2 separate regions of the Mus musculus genome follow, and region 1 is linked to region 2. The links are chromatin contacts, called in public Hi-C maps. All regions are on one chromosome and are shown on one strand. Each heading gives the region's core, a stretch centred on a gene start, on an enhancer-like site or on the middle of the called end of the contact. The rest is flanking DNA. Distances are from core to core; before and after follow the strand shown. Region 1 overlaps Jmjd1c (jumonji domain containing 1C). Region 2 overlaps Jmjd1c (jumonji domain containing 1C).

Region 1 (4,417 bases), core at 1,190-3,689, 83 kb after region 2:
GCCCGGCTCATGATTTTCTCAATCCACTTTTTAAATAGTTTATTTAAAATTGGTGTCAAATCCAGACTGAAGATTCTTTTCTTTTCCTTGTGTTTTGCCTTGTTGAGTCAGTCTGCTATTGAACTCATTGCAATCCTCCTGCCTCAGCCTTCCAAGTAATGGCAATAATAGGTATAAGTCACTACATGTGGATATGTTCTTTTCACACTGGTATATCTTCCAATTTTAAATACTATCAAAACTGTTTGCTTTCATAACAGAATAACATTTCATAAAAATCATTTTGTATGGAAAAGTGATTACAGGAATCTTTGTGTATTTTCTTTGTAGAGAATTGGAGAGGAAAGCTTTTATGGAACCATTACGGTCTAATGCATCCACATCAGTAAAAGGTGACCTGGATCTTAATAGGTCACAGGCAGGAAAAGATTGTCACTTGCATAGGCATTTTGTGGGTCCAAGGCCACCCCAGGAGACTGGAGAGAGACTGAACAAATACAAGGAGGAACATCGTCGGATTCTTCAGGAGAGTATTGATGTGGCTCCATTTACAACCAAAATCAAGGGTCATGAGGTTGAAAGAGAGAATTACTCCAGAGTAGTACCATCATCTTCTAGTCCTAAAAGCCATGCTATCAAACAAGATAAAGACGTAGACCGCTCCGTGTCAGAGATTTATAAGATGAAGCACTCAGTGCCTCAGAGTTTGCCCCAGAGTAACTACTTCACTACTTTATCTAATAGTGTGGTCAATGAGCCACCAAGATCCTACCCATCCAAAGAAGTTTCCAACATTTACACTGAGAAACAAAATAATAACCTTTCTGCAACAGCCAATCCTCAAACTCATTCTTTTATATCATCTCTTTCGAAGCCTCCACCTTTGATTAAACACCAACCAGAAAGTGAAAGTTTAGTGGGCAAGATACCAGACCATCTTCCCCATCAGAGTGCATCTCACTCAGTAACAACGTTCAGAAGTGATTGTCGGAGCCCTACCCATCTGACTGTTTCTTCTACTAATGCACTCCGCAGCATGCCTGCTCTGCACAGGGCACCAGTATTCCATCCACCAATCCACCACAGTTTGGAAAGAAAGGAAAGCAGCTACAGTAGCCTTTCCCCTCCAACACTGACACCGGTGATGCCAGTAAATGCTGGTGGCAAAGTTCAAGAATCTCAGAAGCCTCCAACTCTAATTCCTGAGCCAAAAGACTCTCAGTCAAATTTTAAGAATTCTTCTGATCAGAGTCTAACGGAAATGTGGAGATCTAATAACAACCTCAACAGAGAGAAAGCTGAGTGGCCCGTGGAAAAGAGTAGTGGAAAGTCCCAGGCTGCTGTGGCATCTGTCATTGTTCGTCCACCTTCTAGTACAAAAGTTGATAGTGTGCCATCTGTACCATTAGCTTCCAAAGATCGAGTTTGTGAAAGATCTTCATCTGGGGCAAATAAAACAGATTACCTCAAACCAGAAGCCGGAGAGACTGGAAGAATTATTCTACCAAATGTGAATTTAGAAAGTGCTCATGTGAAATCTGAAAAAAACTTTGAAGCTGTCTCCCAGGGCAACGTTCCTGTTTCAGTCATGTCTGCTGTAAATGTAGTCTCTACTACCAAAGCAGATGTGTTCACATCTGCTGCCACTACCACCAGTGTCTCCAGCTTGAGTAGTGCAGAAACAAGTTATTCTTTATCAAATACCATTTCGGCCTCTACACCCTTCGAATGTACTTCTTCAAAAAGTGTTGTTAGTCAGGCAGTGGCGCAAGCAAAGGACTGCACAGTCAGCACCGCGGTTCCAGGCACTCTGGCCTGTAGTAAGACAGGAAGTGCTGTTCAGCCCGGCTCTGGCTTCTCAGGCACAACTGATTTTATTCATTTAAAAAAGCACAAGGCAGCGTTGGCTGCAGCTCAGTTTAAAAATAGTAGTGTCAGTGAGGCTGAACTTAATACTGTGAGAAATCAGACAGTGGCAGCCTCTCTTCCCCTGGATAGCACCATGACCTGCACTGCAAGTAACAAAGCAATCTCTGTAGGAAATGGGCCAGCAGCCCAGTCCAGTCAGCCCAACTACCACACTAAACTGAAGAAGGCCTGGCTCACCAGACATTCAGAAGAAGATAAAAATACTAATAAAATGGAAAATTCAGGGAATTCTGTATCCGAAATTATTAAGCCATGTTCTGTCAACTTAATAGCCTCTACATCTAATGATATAGAAAATCGTGCAGATGGCAGAGTCGCTGTAGATAAATATGGAAGAGATGAGAAAGTCAGCAGGAGAAAAGCCAAAAGAACTTACGAATCTGGCTCTGAAAGTGGAGACTCAGATGAGAGCGAAAGCAAGTCGGAGCAGAGGACTAAACGGCAGCCGAAGCCAACTTATAAAAAGAAGCAGAACGACCTGCAGAAGAGGAAAGGCGAGGTCGAAGAGGACTCGAAGCCTAATGGAGTTCTCAGCAGGAGCGCCAAGGACAAAAGTAAACTGAAGTTGCAGAACAGTAATAGCGGTGAGTAAATACATTGATTTATCGCAAATAAAATGGGCCACGGGTCCTCGCAGTAAGGATGTGGCTCCATGGGATGTAGTTGTGAATTTCCTTTCTGCCTTTCCTGTCTCCCCACAAGAGGAAAAGATTAGATCCCCGATCTTGAGAGATGTTTTCACCTGACATTTGTTGTAGGAAAGACAGTACAGTGTGAAGTTTAGAAATTGATCTTTTCCTAGAAATGTCAAAATACAGCTTTGATTATTACACCAGAAAAGAACTGTACTTCTGATACTAAAGTATTTAGCTGAGACCTGATCTCATTCGAGAAGTAGTTCCTGTTTAGCTGTAAGCACAGTACTGAGGAGCAGTGTGATGTGGTCCGTCTCACCCTAACCATGTAACAAAGCTGGGAGTTTAGGGAGATTTCCTAAATCATTTTTGCTTAAATTTACTTTATGAGCTGAAATTGTGACCGAATTTTAGAATGTTTACAATATACTTGTTGATGTATACACTAGTGAGTCCCCTACACTCTATAATTAATTTCTGTATCCCAAAGTGCATTTATGGTGTTGACATTGAGAAATCAAGGGTTCGCATGTATTTATGTGACTTTAATGTCTTGCTCCCGAGTTCTCTTCACTAGGGCAGCTGTTTTTGAATTTGTTAACCAAGATCTAGGTCTTCAAGGCTCTCACTGTATAAAAGGAGCGGTGTTAGGTAATGTATGTTAGTAGGGTTTTATTCACAGACCTATACATTTTAGATACATTGCCAATAAATTAGACAGTTTGAATTAAAGGATGATGCCTTATTTAAAGCAGATAGTATTATTAAATTACTAGAAGAAATTTACTAATATCAAGTATGGCCTAGTATAGAAGAATTAATAGTATCAAAAGCCCTTCAATAAGTTACCTTTGTAATTCATTCACTTCTTTAAAAAAAAAAAAAAAACCCTTCAGAAGTGCCTATTTTGTTATCACATAATTAAGAATTGGTTTCACGTATATCATTTTGAAAAATTCATAGTACTTTTTAAGTTATTACAATCCGTGTTATGAAGTTTCACATTCTAAACTGCTCCCATCATATAGAATTAAAAGTATATTGGTCAAAGTTAATTCCCAGTTTAAAAGAAATAGAAACAGGATTGCATTTAGTTTTCTCTAGTGTAATCAATTTAGAAGTAAATGATTGAAGAAAGTGTGCGAAATAATGTCTCATCAGTGGTGTGATATGTGTTGTTCATTCTAACACCCTTTAATAAAGTCCAGAGGAAAGATCTCTTGTATGCATTGGAAAAGAAGCGCCTTTTCATTAGTTTATGTGCATGGGTGTTTTCCTGCTTGAATTAAGTGTGCATTATGTGTATGTCTGGTGCCGTGGAGGCCAGAAAATAGCATTAGATCTCCAGGGGCTGGAATTGAAGTTATAGGCATTGGGGATTGAACCTTGGTCTTCTGGAAGAGCAGCCAGTGGTATTGACTAGAAAGCCATCTCTGCAACCCTAGAAACATCTTTATACCAGTCGTTATGCCATAACTGGCATGTGCTGTGTGCCTGAGCATATGTGATTACTGGGTGGTCTCTAGCCCATGATAAAGACTAAAAAGGAGGGAACAATTGTAAAGAATAAAGAAGCAGGCAGCAATCCTAAATATATTTTAGTCTATAATATATTTTATATTTTAATCTAGCCCTAAACAATACTACCTATTGGAGAGTGGTGTGTGTGCACGTCTGTGTGTGTATGTGTGATTATACTACTCACACTATCAATAACTAGGTATTAGTGGGAAATCTGGATAGGAATTCTGTTCTCAGCTTTGGTAAGATATATTTGGTTTCAGAACCTGTGTGTCTTTGATACAATTGGAAAGGATTTGAAAGGAAGGACAGCAAATATTTATTCTTGAGTT
Region 2 (4,532 bases), core at 74-2,573:
TAGCTAGAGGTCCACAATAGAGACCTGCCCCCAAACAAAACACCCAGGAAAAGAGCCTGGCAAAGTGATACTTGCCTTCAAATCTCAGCAAGCACTAAGTTAGAGGAAGGTGGTTCTTTGAGACTTGGAGGCCAAACTGGTCTACCATTGTGCTTCAGGCCAGTCAAGATTACATAGTGAAACCCTGTCTTTAAAAAACAAAAACAAAAACAAAATAACCAAAAACAAAACCCCAAAACAAGTGGATGCTTATAATTCTAGTACTCAGGCACAGAGGCAGGAAAATGAGGAGTTCACCGTCAGCCCACTGTGGCCATCTAGTAACACCATGTCTTAAAGCATACAACCCCCCCCCCCAACCACTTACACATACTTGCAATAATTTTTTTTAAAGATTTATTTATTATTATATCTAAGTACACTGTAGCTATCTTCAGACTCACCAGAAGAGGGCATCAGATCTCATTATGGGTGGTTGTGAGCCACCATGTGGATGCTGGGATTTGAACTCAGGACCTTTGGAAGAGCAGTCAGTGCTCTTACCTGCTGAGCCATCTCGCCAGCCCGCAATAATTTTTTAATACTTTAGTAACTTGTGTTTAAATATTGTTTAAGTAACTAGTCAGATTGCCCGAGCAGTCACATTAAGATTATTAGTGTTCATGTGCTTGTAAGCTTATTTGTACCATGTACTTCCAAGAGTGATTATAGCTCAGAAAAGGGTGCCAGCTCCCCTGAAACCCGAGGTACAGGGGGCTGTAAGCCACCTGGTGTGAAGAGCACTTGAGGGAGCTCCCTCGTCAGCATTGCTGTCAGTCTCTATCATCACAGAAACATCCCATAACAAGTGTACTTTTACCAGTAAGTCCTGCTTTCTAGAAATGTAACGGCTGTGAATGAGCTGTGTGCACTGAATTAAGCAACCTGTGAACTAACATGTTTTCAGATTCCTAAAAGTGACTGTTTGTTGTTAAAATTGTCTTAACTTTTTATTAGGATTAAGTTTTTATTATACTTTCTCTAATATAAAAGAAAAAAAACAATTTTTTTCAACCTTTGGAAAGGTAGAGTTTTATAAATATATGTTGTAAACATAGTAAACATAAGTTTAAATACAAATAGAAATTCAGAAGTGTTATTTAAATGTGTGATTTCTCAGATAAGAAAGCTGTAGACTTTGCTGTAATTTATTACAAAGCTAAGTTATGTTCTGTTACTTATGTAAAATAGTGGTCTTTGTTTAGCTTCTTAAAGTGCTAGGAGAATTGTGTAGTTCCATTGATTGCTTCCATGCAGTGGAAATCTGACCTTTAGCAGATGTTTGAGATGTTGCCAGCACAGCATGGTCAACCAGCTAGACAGTTTCCCCTTGTTTTTTGACAGGCCTTTAATAGTTTAGTAACATGCCAAATTCTTTTCATTATATCTGAAACTTTGTAACTTATTAACAACATACTATAAGATATTGATTAAATAGCCTTCCTGTCATAGATTACAGCCACTAACTTAAGAAGAAACCATTTTTAAAAATCTTAAAAATATTGTTGAGTGAATAATATTTTGAGTTGTCAGTTTGGACTGAAATTGTTAAGGTTACATGCATATGTCGCATTTATCTTGCCAGAAGTAGAAATTATTTCAGGGATGTCATGTTTTAGTGGTAGTTTTAGGCACTTTCATTAGTTGACACTTTTAAAAATAGTGACTTTTTAATAAGGATTGTTTGTTTGTTTGTTTGTTTGTTTCCACAGAGCAGATATTCTGTCTAGAACTTGAATCCACATTAAAACTTGTTCCCTGAAAGAAAGCCGGTTTTTTTTTTTAGGCCAAGTAATAGGTTCAGCTGTGTAGTTGTGTAGTTCAGCTAGAACACTGTAAGCTCTGTTTTCTTAACTCCATCCACTGAGTGCACAGGAAGGGAGAGGAGGAGAGCCTTAATGTTTGAGAACTAAGTCATGAATGGACAGGCCCAGCACTTGCCAGACTGCATCTTTTCCTGCAGGTGTTGGTTTTCCATAGGACGTTTCAGTTGCTTTTCATTGTGTTAGAAATGGTACAAAAGATTTTATTTAAGCAACATTTGAGGAATAGTCTTGTATGTTTTGCAGTATGGATTTGTAGCCATTTTTGTGTTCAGGCTTATATACTGTAGGGAATTAATATTAGCAGTGTTGGTATACCTGTGCATATACCACCTTTCAACAGTAAAAACTTAAAGGCCTAATCAATACCAGGAATTATAAGAGTATGCTAACTAAAATAGAAAAGATGAAATACATATAATACAGTTTCACTAAATACCATGGACCAAAATACTGATTACATATTACTTACAAGGGAATGTGAGTTCTCTGAGTTGTTTTAAAATAAGTGTGGTAATAATTATCCCATTCTTTCATACTAGTGTTTATGAGCATTACCTATAATATTTTAGTAAGTGAGGGCTATGCGATTTAGGAAATGAATAGGTTTAATCCCTAATACAACAGCACAAACAAAAAGTAGATAATGATACCAAAATTTATAAGTCAAGTAGTTGCTTTTCAATAGAATTTAGCAGAGAGGCTAGTGTGTTGTTTTTTTTTTTTTTTTTTTTTTTTTTTTTTTTTTTTTTTTTTTTTTTTTTTTGAGATAGGGTTTCCCTGTGTAGTCTTGGATTTCCTGGAAACTTGCTCTGTAGACCAGGCTGGCCTCAAACTCAGAGATTCTCCTGACTCTGCCTCCTGAGTGCTGGGATGAAAGGAGTTTGCCACCAGGGCCCAGCCTAGTTTTCTCAAGGTTTTCATTATCTACCAGAGGCTATTATTTTTGTGTGTGTGTTTTCACCCCCCACCCCCAGTTTTGTTGATATGAAGTTATTCCTTAAGAAAATTTATTTTGAAATAGGTGGTATTTCTAGTTGTTTGCTTAACTGTCTGACCATCTGATTGCAAGTATTCCTGATGTTGCGGTCATTCTTTTTGTTCTACTTGGGGTTGCTTACATTTTTACTGATTTTGTTGTTGTTTGTTTTTTTTTTCATTGTAATTTAAAACAGCCATAATAGTAAAATATGTACATAGGAAATTTTGTAGATTCAATTTAATGATATATACCTGATGGATAATACCTGTACCAATAAACTCATTTTGGAAAACATACAGGTTCTGAAATGGGTCTATTTCTTACTTTAATTTGCTGTGATCTGCCCGTGGTAGGAGGACACTACAGCACGAGTGAGGCTGGCAGCCTGGGGTGGCAAAGCATGTGGATAACATTTTACCACACACAGGAAACAGCAGGCCAGCTTGTTGGAAAGTCTCCGAAGTCTACCTTTTGAGTAGTGCTGTGGCTGTCCCAGCAAGGTCCAGTTCCTAAAGGTTCTGTCTCCATCGCAAACAGCAGCACTCCTAGGCACCCAGGACTCAAGCCTGTGAACCTGTAGGGAACTTTTTATATTCAAAGCACACATGGAGTTTTCTGAGTACTCAGTTTTATATATAATTACACTGCTATACTGTCATCTATATTTGTGTTTAGAATCTGGGATTTTAGAGGCCAGAATTCCCAAATCTGGCAGGAAATTATATGCTTCCTGAAGGCTATAGTGGAGAATCTTTTCTGGCTTTTATGAATATATGACCCAGTCTATTATTCTGTTATATTTGTTTTATAATAAGCTAGCTAGTGTTACATCTATGGTAGTGGCATTAAAAGGTAGGGCACTACTGAGAAACGTGAACTAAATGTCACCTTAGTGTGCAAGTACAATAAATTAAAAACGTTGTTTAATCAACATTTGGTTTTGAGTACAAATGAGAACCAATCCAAAGGTGGAAAGATTAGTTTGGCTTATGATTTTAGAGGTAGGTGACAGCCCAAGTTTGTTTGGTTCTGCTGTTTGATATCAGAAGTGAGTTAGAATTGTCCATGGAGCCTGTGGCCCAGGTTTCTCCCTTCATGGCAACCATGCAGTGCAAAATAGCCAGATGGGGCTAGGGCCAGCTAAAACTTTTGAAGGCAAACCCCAAGTTTCCTACTTCCTCCAGTTATGCTCTGCCTCCTGCAGTTCCACCAGCTCCCTGAAGTCTACTCAGATTTTTAATCCATCAGTGTCTTAAACCACTGATTAGTTCAGAGCCCCTATGTTTTTAGTTGTTGCAAGAAATGTCCTGGCGTACATATGTTCAGAAAGAGTCACGTTTTCTGCACCTGGGCATCATCTCTCAGTCCATCTTGTTTATGGTCTAGATTCCCCATTCATAGTGTACTAAGTATACTAGAAATAGCTCTTAAAATGTTTTTCTTAAACTTACTGTTTGCATCCACATACTTGCATATACCACTTGTGAATGTGGAGGGCAGAAGGACAACTGAAAAGGTTCTTTCCCTCTACAATGTAGCTATTTGGGGATGGAATTTAGATAGCCAGGCTGTGCAGCAATCACCTTTACATGATGAGCCAGGTCACTAACTCAGAGATTATCTTGCTATGTAGCACTGGCTGCTCTGGACTTAATATGAATCCCACAATGACCCTGAACTTTCAGGGA

Evidence for each region. A called contact is a pair of places that touch in the nucleus more often than the background predicts.
Region 1: a contact with region 2 is called in a Hi-C map of neural progenitor cells, with 3 times the contacts expected there. The contact joins two enhancer-like sites. A contact is called at or near these places in 7 of 39 promoter capture datasets (cranial neural crest, embryonic stem cells, hematopoietic stem and progenitor cells and 4 more), 9 of 484 Hi-C or Micro-C datasets (B cells, the C10 cell line, CD4 T cells and 5 more), 3 of 115 datasets of contacts at active chromatin or transcription factors (bone marrow-derived dendritic cells, cardiomyocytes and embryonic stem cells) and 4 of 9 other capture datasets (adipose tissue, embryonic stem cells, liver and 1 more).

What each region holds. Positions count from the first base shown.
Region 1 is chr10:67,224,407-67,228,823 of GRCm38.p6, forward strand. It overlaps Jmjd1c (jumonji domain containing 1C), which reads left to right. Exons shown (of 26, transcript NM_207221.3): 10 at 331-2,510. Among named protein-coding and RNA genes, the nearest start is that of Nrbf2, 59 kb to the right of the region's middle. Within about 2 kb of position 2,440, at least 105 of the 459 cell types and tissues checked have an H3K27ac peak or open chromatin away from gene starts, as enhancers often do. A contact at or near this core is called in neural progenitor cells, where this site is marked.
Region 2 is chr10:67,142,543-67,147,074 of GRCm38.p6, forward strand. All of the region lies in intron 1 of Jmjd1c (jumonji domain containing 1C), which reads left to right. Among named protein-coding and RNA genes, the nearest start is that of Jmjd1c, 18 kb to the left of the region's middle. Within about 2 kb of position 1,324, at least 19 of the 459 cell types and tissues checked have an H3K27ac peak or open chromatin away from gene starts, as enhancers often do. A contact at or near this core is called in neural progenitor cells, where this site is marked.